3 separate regions of the Mus musculus genome follow, and all the other regions are linked to region 1. A link is a contact called in public Hi-C and HiChIP or PLAC-seq data. All regions are on one chromosome and are shown on one strand. The core of a region is the stretch at or near the end of the contact, and the rest is flanking DNA. Distances in the headings are between cores, read along the strand shown.

Region 1 (4,513 bases), core at 1,387-3,886:
CACTGAACATTCTGGTTCAATGTCACTGTGAAAGAGCACCCCTAGTCTCTTCTGGGCAACAGAAGAAGGGGTGCGAGAGCAGAAAGCACCCTTCTGGCTGCCAAGAATACCAGATGGTCTAAGAATCCATCCCCTCCTTACATAAATGCCCAGTCTTCCTGCAACTTTTGCCCCCTCCCCCCAATCCTCCTCCTCTCTTTCTGCTTTCTCAGAGTCTGATTGGGGCTACTGTAACAAAGTATCACATACCAGGGGACTTGAAACAACCAGCATCTCCTTGCTTCACAATTCTATAAGCAGGTCCCAAATCTGTACTAACTGGGTTCGTTCCTTGTGAGAGCTGAAGGAGAATCTGTCCTATAATGATGGAGTAGCTATTGGCAGCCCCAGAGTGATCACCTTGTGATTTCTCATTCACTTTCTGTTACAAATGTCTATCTCTGTGTCCCAGCATCCTCCTCTTGTTTGCCATGGGTTGAGTTCCACCCTAATGACCCCACTTTAACTCCATTACCTCCATGTCTTAGTCAGCATTACTATACCTGTGATGAAGCAACTTGGGGACAAAAGAGTTTATTTGACTTACACTTCCATATCCCTGTTCACCAATGAAGGAAGTTGGGGCAGGAACTCAAACAATGCAGGAACCTGGAGGCAGGAGCTGATGCAGACACCATGGAGGGTGTTGCTTATTGGCTTGCTCTTCCTGGCTTGCTTGGCCTGCTTTCTTATAGGTTCCAGGACTACCAGCCTAGAAATGCCACAACCCACAATGGTCTGGGCCTTCCCACATCAATCAGTCATTAAGGAAATGTCTTACGGGCTTTTCTACAGCCTAACCTTATAGAGGCATTTTCTCAATTACGGTTCACTTCATTCCAATGACTCTAGGTTGTGTCAAGTTGACATAAGACTGACCAGCACACACTGTAAGGACCCTACCTCTAATAATGTCAGGTTCTGTGGTACTGGGAGTGAAGATGTCAATATGTTATGAAGACCATATTAGTACCTCAATCTGATATCTTCCTTCTCCCCATCACACACACCACACAAACATGTTGGCTCATGTGTACACTGTACACACATATGTTAAAAAGTGAACTCTGGGTTCTCTGGTACGGTGAGACATGAAGACACAGACATGGCTGTCTTGTAGAAAGGTTATTCACACAGATCCTTCAAAGCAGGAAATGTCTTATAATTCTATAACAGAATATCACAATGGATATAAATTTGTTTCTTGGGCTGGGAAAAAAATGACTCAATCAATAAGATACTGGCCCAGAATAAATACTGAGCTCAGGTCTCCAGCACCCACATAAAAAGCCAAGTGGCTACAGGCATCTATATTCCCAGCACTGGGGATACAAAGACAGACCAATCAACCAAACACAATCAGCAGCAGTCTCCAAAAACAGCATTCTCCAAACATCAGGCTCCAAAAGAGACCCTTTACTGGGGTTTTCCCTGGAAGGAAGGTTGTGGCATGGTAAGTGTGCTGGTGGGTTTAGAATTAAATAATTTGACTTGTTTCAGAATATTCTGGATCATAGACATGCTCCCTAAGCACCTGCCTCCAGAGTGACTTAGAGCAGAGGGGTACTTCTTGGTGATTGCAGTAGATGGAGATGCCAGCTTGGGGTCAGTTAGTACGTATCAAAGAGAATATATGCATTTCCTTGGAGTCATTTATTGTCTCTAGGAATTAGTTAGCTTCAGAGATCTATCTAAGACCCATGCAGTGAATGCCAGAGCTTTAGGGATACAGAAAATAGGGGCTGGGAGATAGTTCTATTAGTAAAGGGCTTTTCATCACACAAGCATGAGGACCTGGCTTTGAAGGTGGCTAACACTCAGCATGGTGGCCCACGTTTGTTCTATCAGCACCAGACAAGCTAAGACAAGCAGGGATCTGGAGTTAGGCAGGCAGCCTAGCCTAATCACCAAATGCCAGCTTCCAGTCAGAGGTCTTGTCTAAGAAACAAAATGGCAGGCTTCTGAGGAACAACACTTGGGGTTAGGAGGCCGCGGTCTGTGGAGTTCCTTGATCTGTGGTTGTCTTTGGCCTGTAGAGTCTGAGTCTGCTTACTACTGTTCTCACTACTTGGCCTTTTCTCCTGGTTTCTTGCCTTTTTTTTTTTTTTTTTTTTTTTTTTTGAGCCATCTTGTCTGTATCCCTGCTGGGCCGCTGGGTCATTTGTAGTGAAGAGTTGAAGAAACAGAGGTTAGGCGTGTGCGGTCCAGCTTCTGTGCACAGCCAGCCAACATCCCTAATGCAACACACGCTGGAGCTCTGATAGCTCTGATGCCCGGCCACATAGTCTTTGCTACTGCTTACTAGGCAGCTCCACACAACATGGCCCCTCCTGATTCTAAACCACTCTACTTATCAACACCTTCTGTCCTTGACCCAACAGGCCATGCAACCCAGAGACATAAGGCAGGACACCCTGCTGAGAGCCTGAGTCCTCTCTGCTAGGCTGCCCAGTTGCTTTCCCTTTGTCTCTCTTCAGCACGTTATTTTTCCACTGCTTGCCCAGCAAGCTCATATTCCAAGTCTTAAAAGTAAACTGCCACTTTAAAAAAAAAAAGCGGCCGCCTAGTGACCTTCCCTGGGAACTGGTTGCTAAGCTGGTGTTTTTTTTTAAACCCTGAGATATGGCTGCAGCTTCCCAGGGAGTAACCTCTCTTACCCCAGCCCACCCTTTCGCTCATTTCTAAAAGGTTCTCTGGCTTGACACAACTGGTCTCTCATCTCATCCCTTCAGCCCAGCAAGTGGAATCTGCAAACTTCGTTTTGTAGAGTGGACGAAGGTAAATCAGTCTTTAACAGAGACAGGCTGCAGTGTCCTGCTTTCCTCTCCTTTCCGTTCCGGCAGAGAAACCAGCCCCTCCCTGGTGCAGTGAGAGTGGAATGAATGCTTTGTAACGTTAGGGACTCTCATCTTGCTAACATTAGAGACCCTTCATCTTGCTTGCAGTTTCACTCTCTCAATGCAAAGTGGGGGCACTGCAGGGACAGCTCTGATTTCAGCTGCTGTCTGGCTTGCAGGGGAAAAGCAAACCGGTTCACAGAGAGCCTCTCTGGTCAGTGTGCTGCTAAGCACTAGCTGCGTGTTGCTTTCGGGCCTTTAGTTTAAACTGCTCCGGGGAAGGGGAGGGCGGGCCGGAGGGAGTACTCTCCGTGTGGCGAGCTCCACTTTTCTTGTTATTGGACAAAGAGCTCTGAACCGCAGGGCTGAGGTCTGCCAAGCTTTCAGAAGTCTACTGGCCATCAGCTCAGCTGTTTTCATTTTAGGTGCTATGAAATGCTAGGTGCTATGAAATGCTAATAAAATCTAATGAGAAATACATGTCTGCTATTGCATTTTATATAACATTTCTGCAAATAAGTGTAACGACAGCATGCTTTGTATAGAGGGGAACTGTATATGGATAGAGAAAATATGTGCATATATGTATACATAGAGATAGAGAGATATGCACATATATAAACATAGATCAATCTGTATATAGATAGTTGGCCTAGAGTTCACTTACAGAGTCATTTATTCAAGTTTTTAGTGAGCATCAATGATGCAGCAGATGAAGAACTCAAGTTTACAGTGTACAAAACCAACTTAGACCAGGTCCAGTGGTGAGACTTTGCTGGGGAAGCAGATGTAGAAACAGATAATGAGATCAGTGACAAAACAGACTTGTAAAAAGGTCTAAAGAGCTTGGCCCACAGCGGGACTCCTGCCATAGAGGTGCTTCCAGCACCCCCTGTGCAGCTGAGCAATCCCATGAGCAGAGCCTGGGTGCTGACCTGGCCTCATCAAGTGAAAGGTGTCCCGTCCATCTGATTAAATGACCACACACAGCTGTGTCACTCACCTGGTACCCTAGAAGCTGGGGCTAGAGTAACTTGCTGCTACATAATTAATCATTAAAAAGGCACAGGATGGCTCCTGAGAGTTCACAACTTTGAGCGGGCCCTCCCACTCGAAAGGAAAAGCCTCGTCTCTGAAGAGAGAAAGTGAGCATGCGTGGAGGGGAGGAGGTTCCAGCAACATTTTAAACAGACGAGGGAAAACAAGTGTCCTGGTCCTGGCTGGAGGAAGGGGAGAAGAGACTTGTGTATGGCTGTCAGGGATGGGTGACAAAAACTAAAGAGAGTAAAGGGATAGCACTCAACACCCTAAGGTTTTCTTATGGTTCTCTTCCATCTCTGAACCTCTGTTTCCCCTCTCCATCCCTTCCTCCCACCTCCCCTCGCAACCATGACCTCTTCATCTGACCATCCTGGTTGGTAAAAAGATACTCTAAAGACACATTTGTGTATCTCCTTCAGCTATCGGACCATTAAAACAATGGACTCTAAGCCATTAAAACAATGGACTCTCAGAGCTGTATTTTCTCAGTATTGAGCGCTGGGAGAAGGAAAAGATGGGCTGCTCGTACCAGCACAAGGGAGGACTTGTCTCCAAAAGACAGTTCTGACAGCTTGTCAATCACCTTGCAGAAGGTA
Region 2 (4,513 bases), core at 593-3,092, 240 kb before region 1:
TCATCCTCCTAGTCATGTTATCAGCTTTTTAAAGCTTCACTGTTCAGACTTCAGGATCTGACAGATGTGTCCAAGAGCTCTGTGGCTTCTGAGGTAACAGTTTGTCCTCAACTGTCAAGTCATGGCTACATTTCATAATACCACCAGGGGGCAGCAATGTGCAAATAACTCCTCTCCAGGACCTGCTGTGTTGGTCTGACAGGAAGCTGTGTTTCAGCTTCCTTGTAAGTCTCAGAATTGAAATAATGTTAACAAGATCACCTCAGGTCTGCTCTGGGACCTGACAGAAATAACTCATTTCAAATGAAAGTGCCCTGCCGATGCACAGGTGCATCGGAATCACTGTTCTCAGGGTTTGGATTCCATGGTCGTTTCACCATATGCTGGGAGCTTCCGTGGGGCAAGGACAAACAGCAATCAGTGGGGACCAGGTGCACAGGGCTACCTAAAACCACTCACACTGTAAGTCTGAAGCTCTTCATTTATTCATATCCTTCCTACTTTTTTGGTCTGTCTACCCTCTTCCTTGAGAGCTGGAATTTGTATGGTTGGTTCGTCGATGTATCTCCAACAAATGAAAGCCCCGTAGATCAATAACTATCTGTCATACAAACGAGTATAGGCTTGGCAAGAAATGTCATGAGTGGAGATTGGCATCATCTCAACTAGACCACACTAAATTAGTTGTTTCAATAATTTTACTGTCTATAACTACCAGGGGATGGGAGTGATGTAAAACAAAACAAACAAACAAAAAAACCAAAAATCAAAAAACAAAACAAAACAAAAAGAAACCATCACTTGGGATCTTACTTGGAGCTCCCGTTTACAGAAGAGGAAGAAGCAGAAGCCCAAGGAGAGGAAAAACCCAGCTACAAAGACCTACATGGCAGAGCCAGGTGTGCAAGCCTGATTGCCGCCACTGTGATTTCCACGCATCCCATTGCCTTCCAACTTTCCCCTTTCCGCCAAATATCCCTTCCTAGATAAATAAACTGCATAAGTTAACCAGATCTACTCACTTGCTAATTAGCAGAGATAAAATTTGGCCACCCGTATTCAGAGTTGCCAAATTGCCCTATTGAGGAGTCTCTCTGGCCAGCCTTTCTACTCTCCCTTCCCTGCACCATCTCTGTACTAATCCCTCTGGGATATCTAGTCGCTCTTTACCACAGCCCTATGTCAACGCTGTTGTTATTTCTCTTTCACCAAAGAAAAATGTAGCCGTGACAGCAAATTTAACTGCAGGGCACTTAGCTGGCCTCAGTATGTTTCTGAGGGGCTTGGTGTTTGATAGTGTGTTTATTCCCGTGCCAGTTCCTGGGGACTTTCATGATCTCCTCTTAGAGATGTGGACCCTGAGGTAAGGAGAGGATAAGAGGCTTACCCACCATCAAATCACCGGGAAATAGGAAAGCCACTAGGTATGGATTCCAATCATTTGCTCACTTTGCACGGAGAAAACACAGGCCAAAGCTGGAGAGTCTCTGGAGCAAGGTCACAGGGAGTGTCCATGTTGACTCCATTTTACTACATTTATTTTAACAAGATCAAGCTGCAGGTTTGGACCAAAAAACCCTGTTAGGAATTCACAGCAGGGGTGGGGCTTAGAATGCGAAGGCTTTCCGGCTTGCAAGCAGTGCTTCCTCTGGGTTTCCTTTCACTCTGCGTCCTCTGCTATCTCTTTCCAGGCTGCAGCCACTAAGTTCTTTAAGAAGCCCATTCTCTGGCAAAGCTATGGCCAATAGATGCATGGGTGGGACTTCCTGCCCCACCCTTCAGTCTGGGCCCTGAGATGCTAGGGCTTGCTGTGGGTATGGAGGGCACACTGAAGCATGGCCATCCCGGCCTAAACAGGAAAGCAAACGGAAGTTACCTCAGAGTGCTTAGGAAATGGGGTGGATGAAAATGGGCTAGCTTCCCTTCTTATTCTGTCAAACGGACCTGAGCTCCAAGCCTCTGAAAGCCATCAAGAGAAGACAGCCTCAAAGGCAGACAGGAAGTGGTTCTGTACTGGCTGGAGGTGCTTGTGCTGACTGAACTCTTACACCTGGAAGGAAATGGGTAGCCGGATTGGCTCGATAATCTCGTGCCCTGAGTGCAAACACACATGTTCTAGACCTCTGAATCTTGTACACACTAGCCACTCTGAGGAACACATACAATAGGGTATTGAAGAAAGGCTATAGGCCCCATAACCAGAAATGCTCCCACATTCCAGCCATGGGATGCTGTATAAAGGATACTGTTGCTCTGGGGCTTAGTGGCTTTATCCATACAATGGGAACATATAGAGCCTGTAGTGGTGAATTAGTTAACCACTCTAGCTACTGGGTCACATGTGCATGTCCTGCACAGCCCAAGAGCTCTGGATTCACAAATGAAACACACACACATACATAAACACAACACAACACACACACACACACACACACACACACACACACACACACACACACACCAGCTAATTTTAATATGCCTTGACTAGCTCAATGACTGGACACTTCTAAACGTCCCCACAGCTAGCACACATGCCCCTCCAGTATTCCTGAGTAAACATCTTTTAAAATCTATATTTTATCTCTGCTACCTCAGATCCAATCACAGGAGTGGCTTCTGTGGCTCCTTCAGTCCCTTGCCCACACAATCTAAAAGTCCCACCTGTCTCCCTGCCCAGCCAATTCTGGAAGCGCCACTTTTGTGAGTTGAATTAAGACAAAGCACTAGAACTAATCCCTAACAAGAATCTATCTCTTAGGTAGAGTAGAGGGGCTTAGCAAACCAGTTCCTGTATCAGGAAGGGAGGACTGCCCTGGTGTAAGTAAAGGAGACAGCAGGTCTTAGGCCTGGTTCTGTGCTCTGGTCATTAGATGCCTTGACCATCTTTCCCTCTGGCAGCCTCGTATTCATCCTCAGGAGTATTTAAGATCGAATATGACCCTCTGCAAAAATTTCTAACCATCCTGTCTTGCGTGCGCTCGACTGGCCAGGAAAAACGACGCTGCAACAGGATCCTTCTGCACACGTTTATTGAGAGAGCTTGATTGTAGAGGCGAAGAGACCTTGAGCCCAGAACTGGTGCTGCTTTTTTTTTTTTTTTTTTTTTTTGTATTAGTTTTTCTTCACTTATTTCTTTCTTTTTTTTTTTTTTCATTTTTTATTAGGTATTTAGCTCATTTACATTTCCAATGCTATACCAAAAGTCCCCCATATCCACCCACCCCCACTCCCCTGCCCACCCACTCCCCCTTTTTGGCCCTGGTGTTCCCCTGTACTGGGGCATATAAAGTTTGCAAGTCCAATGGGCCTCTATTTCCAGTGATGGCCGACTAGGCCATCTTTTGATATATATGCAGCTAGAGTCAAGAGCTCCGGTGTACTGGTTAGTTCATAATGTTGTTCCACCTATAGGGTTGCAGATCCCTTTAGCTCCTTGTCTACTTTCTCTAGCTCCTCCATTGGGAGCCCTATGATCCATCCATTAGCTGACTGTGAGCATCCACTTCTGTGTTTGCTAGGCCCCAGCATAGTCTCACAAGAGACAGCTACATCTGCGTCCTTTCAATAAAATCTTGCTAGTGTATGCAATGGTGTCAGCGTTTGGATGCTGATTATGGGGTGGATCCCTGGATATGGCAGTCTCTACATGGTCCATCCTTTCATCTCAGCTCCAAACTTTGTCTCTGTAACTCCTTCCATGGGTGTTTTGTTCCCAATTCTAAGGAGGGGCATAGTGTCCACACTTCAGTCTTCATTCTTCTTGAGTTTCATGTGTTTAGCAAATTATATCTTATATCTTGGGTATCCTAGGTTTGGGGCTAATATCCACTTATCAGTGAGTACATATTGTGTGAGTTTCTTTGTGAATGTGTTACCTCACTCAGGATGATGCCCTCCAGGTCCATCCATTTGGCTAGGAATTTCATAAATTCATTCTTTTTAATAGCTGAGTAGTACTCCATTGTGTAGATGTACCACATTTTCTGTATCCATTCCTCTGTTGAGGGGCATCTAGGTTCTTTCCAGCTTCTGGCTATTATAAATAAGGCTGCTATGAACATAGTGGAGCATGTGTCCTTCTTACCAGTTGGGGTATCTTCTGGATATATGCCCAGGAGAGGTATTGCTGGATCCTCTGGTAGTACTATGTCCAGTTTTCTGAGGAACCGCCAGACTGATTTCCAGAGTGGTTGTACAAGCCTGCACTCCCACCAACAATGGAGGAGTGTTCCTCTTTCTCCACATCCACGCCAGCATCTGCTGTCACCTGAATTTTTTATCTTAGCCATTCTGACTGGTGTGAGGTGGAATCTCAGGGTTGTTTTGATTTGCATTTCCCTGATGATTAAGGATGTTGAACATTTTTTCAGGTGCTTCTCTGCCATTCGGTATTCCTCAGGTGAGAATTCTTTGTTCAGTTCTGAGCCCCATTTTTTAATGGGGTTATTTGATTTTCTGAAGTCCACCTTCTTGAGTTCTTTATATATGTTGGATATTAGTCCCCTATCTGATT
Region 3 (4,513 bases), core at 522-3,021, 150 kb before region 1:
GTAACATAGGCATTTTAAGCCATCAAGATATTGGCAGGCTCCTTCAAACCATAAAATGGGTGTCCCTCCCCAGATTCCCTTTCCTCTTTCATTTGCTTTTGAATCTTGACCATCTCTTCCCTGGCATGGTCTCATTCTCAAAACACCTTGCCAGCTGCACCTAGCAATGGCCAGTCACATAATGTGTGTCTTCTCTCACCCCTTTCTTCTAGCGCTAAAAGGTTACTTACCTCACATTTCCTTCCAAGTCACTGCTCTTACCAAGGTCGCCAAAGGTTTTCCACTTCAAGCCCTGGACTGTTGGCTTTTGAGCCCTGTATCCAGTCTGTCACATTCATCTGTTGCCACCTAATGCCCTGAGTTAAGAGCTTTGATAGAGTAGTATCCACGTCTATCAATTTCTTTCGCATTGGTCAGGATGCTCATGCTAGATTTTCTGGTAAACATCATAAGATGACTTACTAAATCCCTAATGCACAGAAGGACACGTGATTAGCACTAACCAAACAAGTACTCGATGGTATGCATATATACAAAAACCACTGTTTGTCATGTTGGTACTTATACCTTCCAAATACCTTTTTTTTTAAAGTAAAGCAACACGATCAGGATTACAGCGAATGTGGATCCAGCATGTGAGTTCAGTTCCCCACCGTGTGCTCTGCCTTAAGATCATGCCCCAGCAGAAACACAAGCAAATCAGGCCCCATTATTACTCTCACTCTCGTATAGAAAACTGAAAGAAGCCTGTTCATTTCTCTGTAGGCTTACATCATCTCTGTTTGTACTTATTATTTATATGCTATAAAATATTTTAAATGCTACCTATTGTGTAATAGTTACTTGACGGAACTCTAAAACACAAGGGAAGGATCAATAGCCTTTGAAATAATGAGGTTATATCCCTGGACTGGTTTGCATAATTCTGAGCAGTGAGCATACTTAATGGAATGTGTCCATGTCGATACTTCTGTTCATTTTTGAATGGTCTATTGGTCTAACTGATGCTTTCTATTCATTGAGGAAGTTTTATTGCACAGGTAGTCATTAAGTTTGTCAAAGTCATACATTACCCTATGTTGATTCCTATACCAATTATGAAATATTGATCATTTTAAGGGAGAGTATGTATGCAAATCAAAATTGACACAAACTGTTTATTGCTATACATAAGCATCACTCCGTTACTATTTACTGAGCCTGGGTTACTAAGCAGGCACTAAGTAAGACCTGTTTTGATATATATCATAAAATACTTTTAAATAAATATTTAAGCCATGCTTTAAAAGTTTGCTATAATTTTAATACACACGTGTGTGTGTGTGTGTGTGTGTGTTGACAGTGGGAAGAACTGGATAATAAAATGTAAAAATACAATCACCAACTAAAATGCCAGAAAATGTATTCTGATCACAGGCTAAAATATCAGAAGGTTTACTCAATTACATAGATATAATTTGCAAAGTGTGTGTCCTTCCTAGATTTATAGCACACATGTGGACTAATGCTTAAACAAAACTAATGTAAATAACATCATCTGAAGTACTTTCCTGTTCCATGAAGACATCGTGATAAATTAAGGTGAAATCACAAACATTCCTGCTGACACAATTCCACCGGTGTAGCCCTTTTCCTAACTTGCCAGATAAACTTTCCTGAGTGCTTCAGGAAATGATGCCCGTCAGTCTCTAGATACTACTTGAAAGGGCTTCAGGGACTCCGTTCCACACAGTGCAAACAGCGATGGCTGCAGAGAGACGGGAAATCCTCCAGATACCCGAGACCCTTGCTTCACATCTGCCTCCGTCTGGGGTTTGCAGAAGAACCTTGCCCACTCCTCCTCATTCCTAACGAGTGTATATAGTAAACTCTTTGAAATGTGAGTATTATGGGAAGGATCGCAGTTGCTTTAAATTATAGAAGTTGGCAAGTGCCTGGGAGAAGGAGTGGGAGGTTGTTTAAACTGAGAAAGACGGTTGCAGAACTTCGTACGACAGCATGAGCTCGCGCTCCGCACACATCCTTTATTTTTCTTCAAGACACTTCTCTGCATTGTTGTGGAGCAGCTTGGGTAATAACCATATTTCTGCTCTGAATAGTTTTTAATGGTTTCTAAATTCATGGGAGTGTCAAAGCAAGGAAGTCTCATGTTTGGGAAGGACATCTGAACCCAGCAATGCCCAGGAAAGGTAAGTTGTTGTTTTTCACTACAGCCTTTCTCTTTCCCCCTTCTGTTTGGACTTTATCAAAATATTTGCAGGAAGAACCACAGACAGCTACTTGTAAGGAGATGGAGGGATGTGTGGATAGAATGTCAACAAATGATAAATCAGAGAATGGACTCAACAGCGGTGTCTCTCCTACTTTCTGTTCCGCTTGATGTAGTAAGCGTCTATGTATGGAAATGCTGTTTCTCTTAGAAAAGGTCAGAGGGCTCTCTGAAAACTCCAGTCTTTGAATATAAGCTGTTCTGTGGGCAGTGGGCTAATGTATGGTCTAATCTCAGTATTTATTTGTTCTACAAGACTTGACTTCCAGAGCTGAGAGTCTTAGAACTCGGAAAACTTTCTCATAGATTGTGGTAACATCCTAAAATGTCTCTCAGTCGTGGTTACTGTGACTGACTGTTTTGTGGAATATGTTTCCTTACAGTTAAGTAAACCATTTGACTCTTTCTTATAAGAACCTACGAAAATGTTAACAATATTAATTTTATCTCCCTGGAGGGTAAAACAAAACAAAACAAAACAGTTGAACATGGCAATTTTTGCATAAGTCAAAGTCAGCCGAGGGTGTCCTTATCTCAGAAGAGTGACTGACTTGTGCCTTCAGATAGCTCTCGTGTTTTTCGATGTGTTGGTCATCTGAGAAGCACCCTGGGGTGGAGGGGCATGTGAACATTCTGTGCCGCTTTCTATTTCCGGAAGAAACTCTGTTGTCAGTGAGTTCCTATTTTTTCAAGGCAGAATCCCAGGTGCAAAAAAGAAAAGTCGCCAGACACTCACTGAGATCAGAAGAGGGATTTTGCAGGCTAAGATTTCTAGCTGAGCCCTGCATCCATTGCTCCGTGTGCACTCTTATGTATGTGCTTGCCGGCAGAAGTTTAAGAACTGTAGGTTTGATTGAGCTGTGATGGTTGGGACATGGAGGTGACCTCAGTCTGCAAGGCCCGCTGGTTTAGAAATATTGGCAATTACGGCAGTTAGGTCTGGGAGAGGACGGGAGGTATTGCTACAGTCGCCGTCTCCAGCTATGAAAGCACTTTACTGTCTTGTTATTTTTTCCTTCTGCATCAAAGTCTAGTTACATAATGAAGATTGCTGTGGCTTCCCTTGCCTTGGGGTCTTGGTGATTAAGGTCAGAGTAAAGGCAACACTGTATAAAAAGCAAAAAGGTGACTATTAGCTCCTGGCAAAGTAGTCGAGGGACAGCATTTGTTAGCTCCCTCTCTCCACCCGTAACTAGTGGGGTAAGTAGCTAATTCATAGACACCTCCCTTCCATCTCTTTCCTGCTGTCTGTTTCTGCCTCTATTCTACCCACACCAGCCTACAGACCACTACGAGGAAGCAGGGGTTCAGACAGGCAAAACTGTCGCCACAGCCTCTCTCCCAGTCCTTCGGGTCCACTCCTGGGCTGTAGAGGAAGCCCCCACCCTATCTGGAGGGGGTCTCCAGTACCCCACCCATGACCTCATCGCCGGCAGCTTCGAGAGCTGGATGGCCAGCGCTTGCATGGCGCCTGAGTGGACCCTGGGGATGGGTGTGGCCTAAAAATGCGCAGTATGGCATGACGTGACTTCCCATCACGGGCTCCCACAGAGGCTGCCAGCATTTCTAGAAGCCAAACTTGCCAGACCCCACCCCAGGGCCCAACGAGCACACCCCCACCCCAATGCGCACCCTAGAAGATGAAAACAAAGGCAATCAGGGTTGCTAACAAAAACCCCCCAAGCCAGCTGACTCATCCGAGCCTCAGCCACAGGGGCTTTGGGATAAAACACGGATGATGCCGTGGAAGCAGCTAGTCAGGGTTGTCTCCAAAAGCGTCTTGATGAGAGAAACCCAAGGTGATCTGTGTTTTCGTTACAGAATCTGGGAAAGAGAAACAGCCTCTTGCAGGAACTGGGGTATAGGTGGGGATAAGGTTAACTACTAAACTGCCAGGAGGACACCAGCTACCTGTCTGACCTGCTTTGGTACGAACCAGGCTTAGCCACGTTTGTGGGGATACAGAATCGGCCTCATGTTAGTAGTCCAGACTTGACAAGACAGGCTTAGTAATCAATGGCCGAAGGACTAGAAAAGTAATTCCATGCTCTCCAACAAGCCTTCCCAGAGGCCCCACTGTGTGCCAGACACGTTAGCAATGTGCTTTAAAAGCAATCTTAAAATTAGCAGCAGTGTAAACAATAGGAGAACGCCAAGAAGTATCTTGTACAGCAGTCCACTTGGGTCAGAGATAGATTCATATAGAGCAGCCTTTGGAGCCTCCAAACTAGACTTTGGGGACTG

The links. A called contact is a pair of places that touch in the nucleus more often than the background predicts. HiChIP or PLAC-seq counts read pairs in DNA pulled down with a chosen protein or histone mark.
Region 2: a Hi-C map of stem cell-derived neural stem cells shows a contact between it and region 1, with 3 times the contacts expected there. The contact joins the enhancer-like site here to the promoter of Cc2d2a in region 1. A contact is called at or near these places in 7 of 39 promoter capture datasets (the 3T3-L1 cell line, 3T3-L1-derived adipocytes, the C10 cell line and 3 more), 1 of 15 datasets of contacts at CTCF or cohesin (large pre-B cells), 9 of 484 Hi-C or Micro-C datasets (the BV-2 cell line, embryonic fibroblasts, embryonic stem cells and 3 more), 5 of 115 datasets of contacts at active chromatin or transcription factors (cardiomyocytes, embryonic stem cells, fibro-adipogenic progenitors and 1 more) and 3 of 9 other capture datasets (adipose tissue, liver and pancreatic islet).
Region 3: a contact with region 1 is called in an H3K27ac HiChIP or PLAC-seq map of heart atrium, with 7 read pairs. The contact joins the promoter of C1qtnf7 here to the promoter of Cc2d2a in region 1. A contact is called at or near these places in 4 of 39 promoter capture datasets (embryonic stem cells, hematopoietic stem and progenitor cells, liver and 1 more), 1 of 115 datasets of contacts at active chromatin or transcription factors (heart atrium) and 2 of 9 other capture datasets (adipose tissue and pancreatic islet).

What each region holds. Positions count from the first base shown.
Region 1 is chr5:43,659,743-43,664,255 of GRCm38.p6, forward strand. Cc2d2a (coiled-coil and C2 domain containing 2A) reads left to right here and starts at 2,637. Exons shown (of 38, transcript NM_001359906.1): 1 at 2,637-2,817.
Region 2 is chr5:43,423,094-43,427,606 of GRCm38.p6, forward strand. No RefSeq gene overlaps it. Among named protein-coding and RNA genes, the nearest start is that of Gm43699, 71 kb to the left of the region's middle. Within about 2 kb of position 1,843, at least 18 of the 459 cell types and tissues checked have an H3K27ac peak or open chromatin away from gene starts, as enhancers often do. A contact at or near this core is called in stem cell-derived neural stem cells, where this site is marked.
Region 3 is chr5:43,513,798-43,518,310 of GRCm38.p6, forward strand. It overlaps C1qtnf7 (C1q and tumor necrosis factor related protein 7), which reads left to right and starts at 1,772. Exons shown (of 3, transcript NM_001135172.1): 1 at 1,772-2,189. The coding sequence starts at 2,177.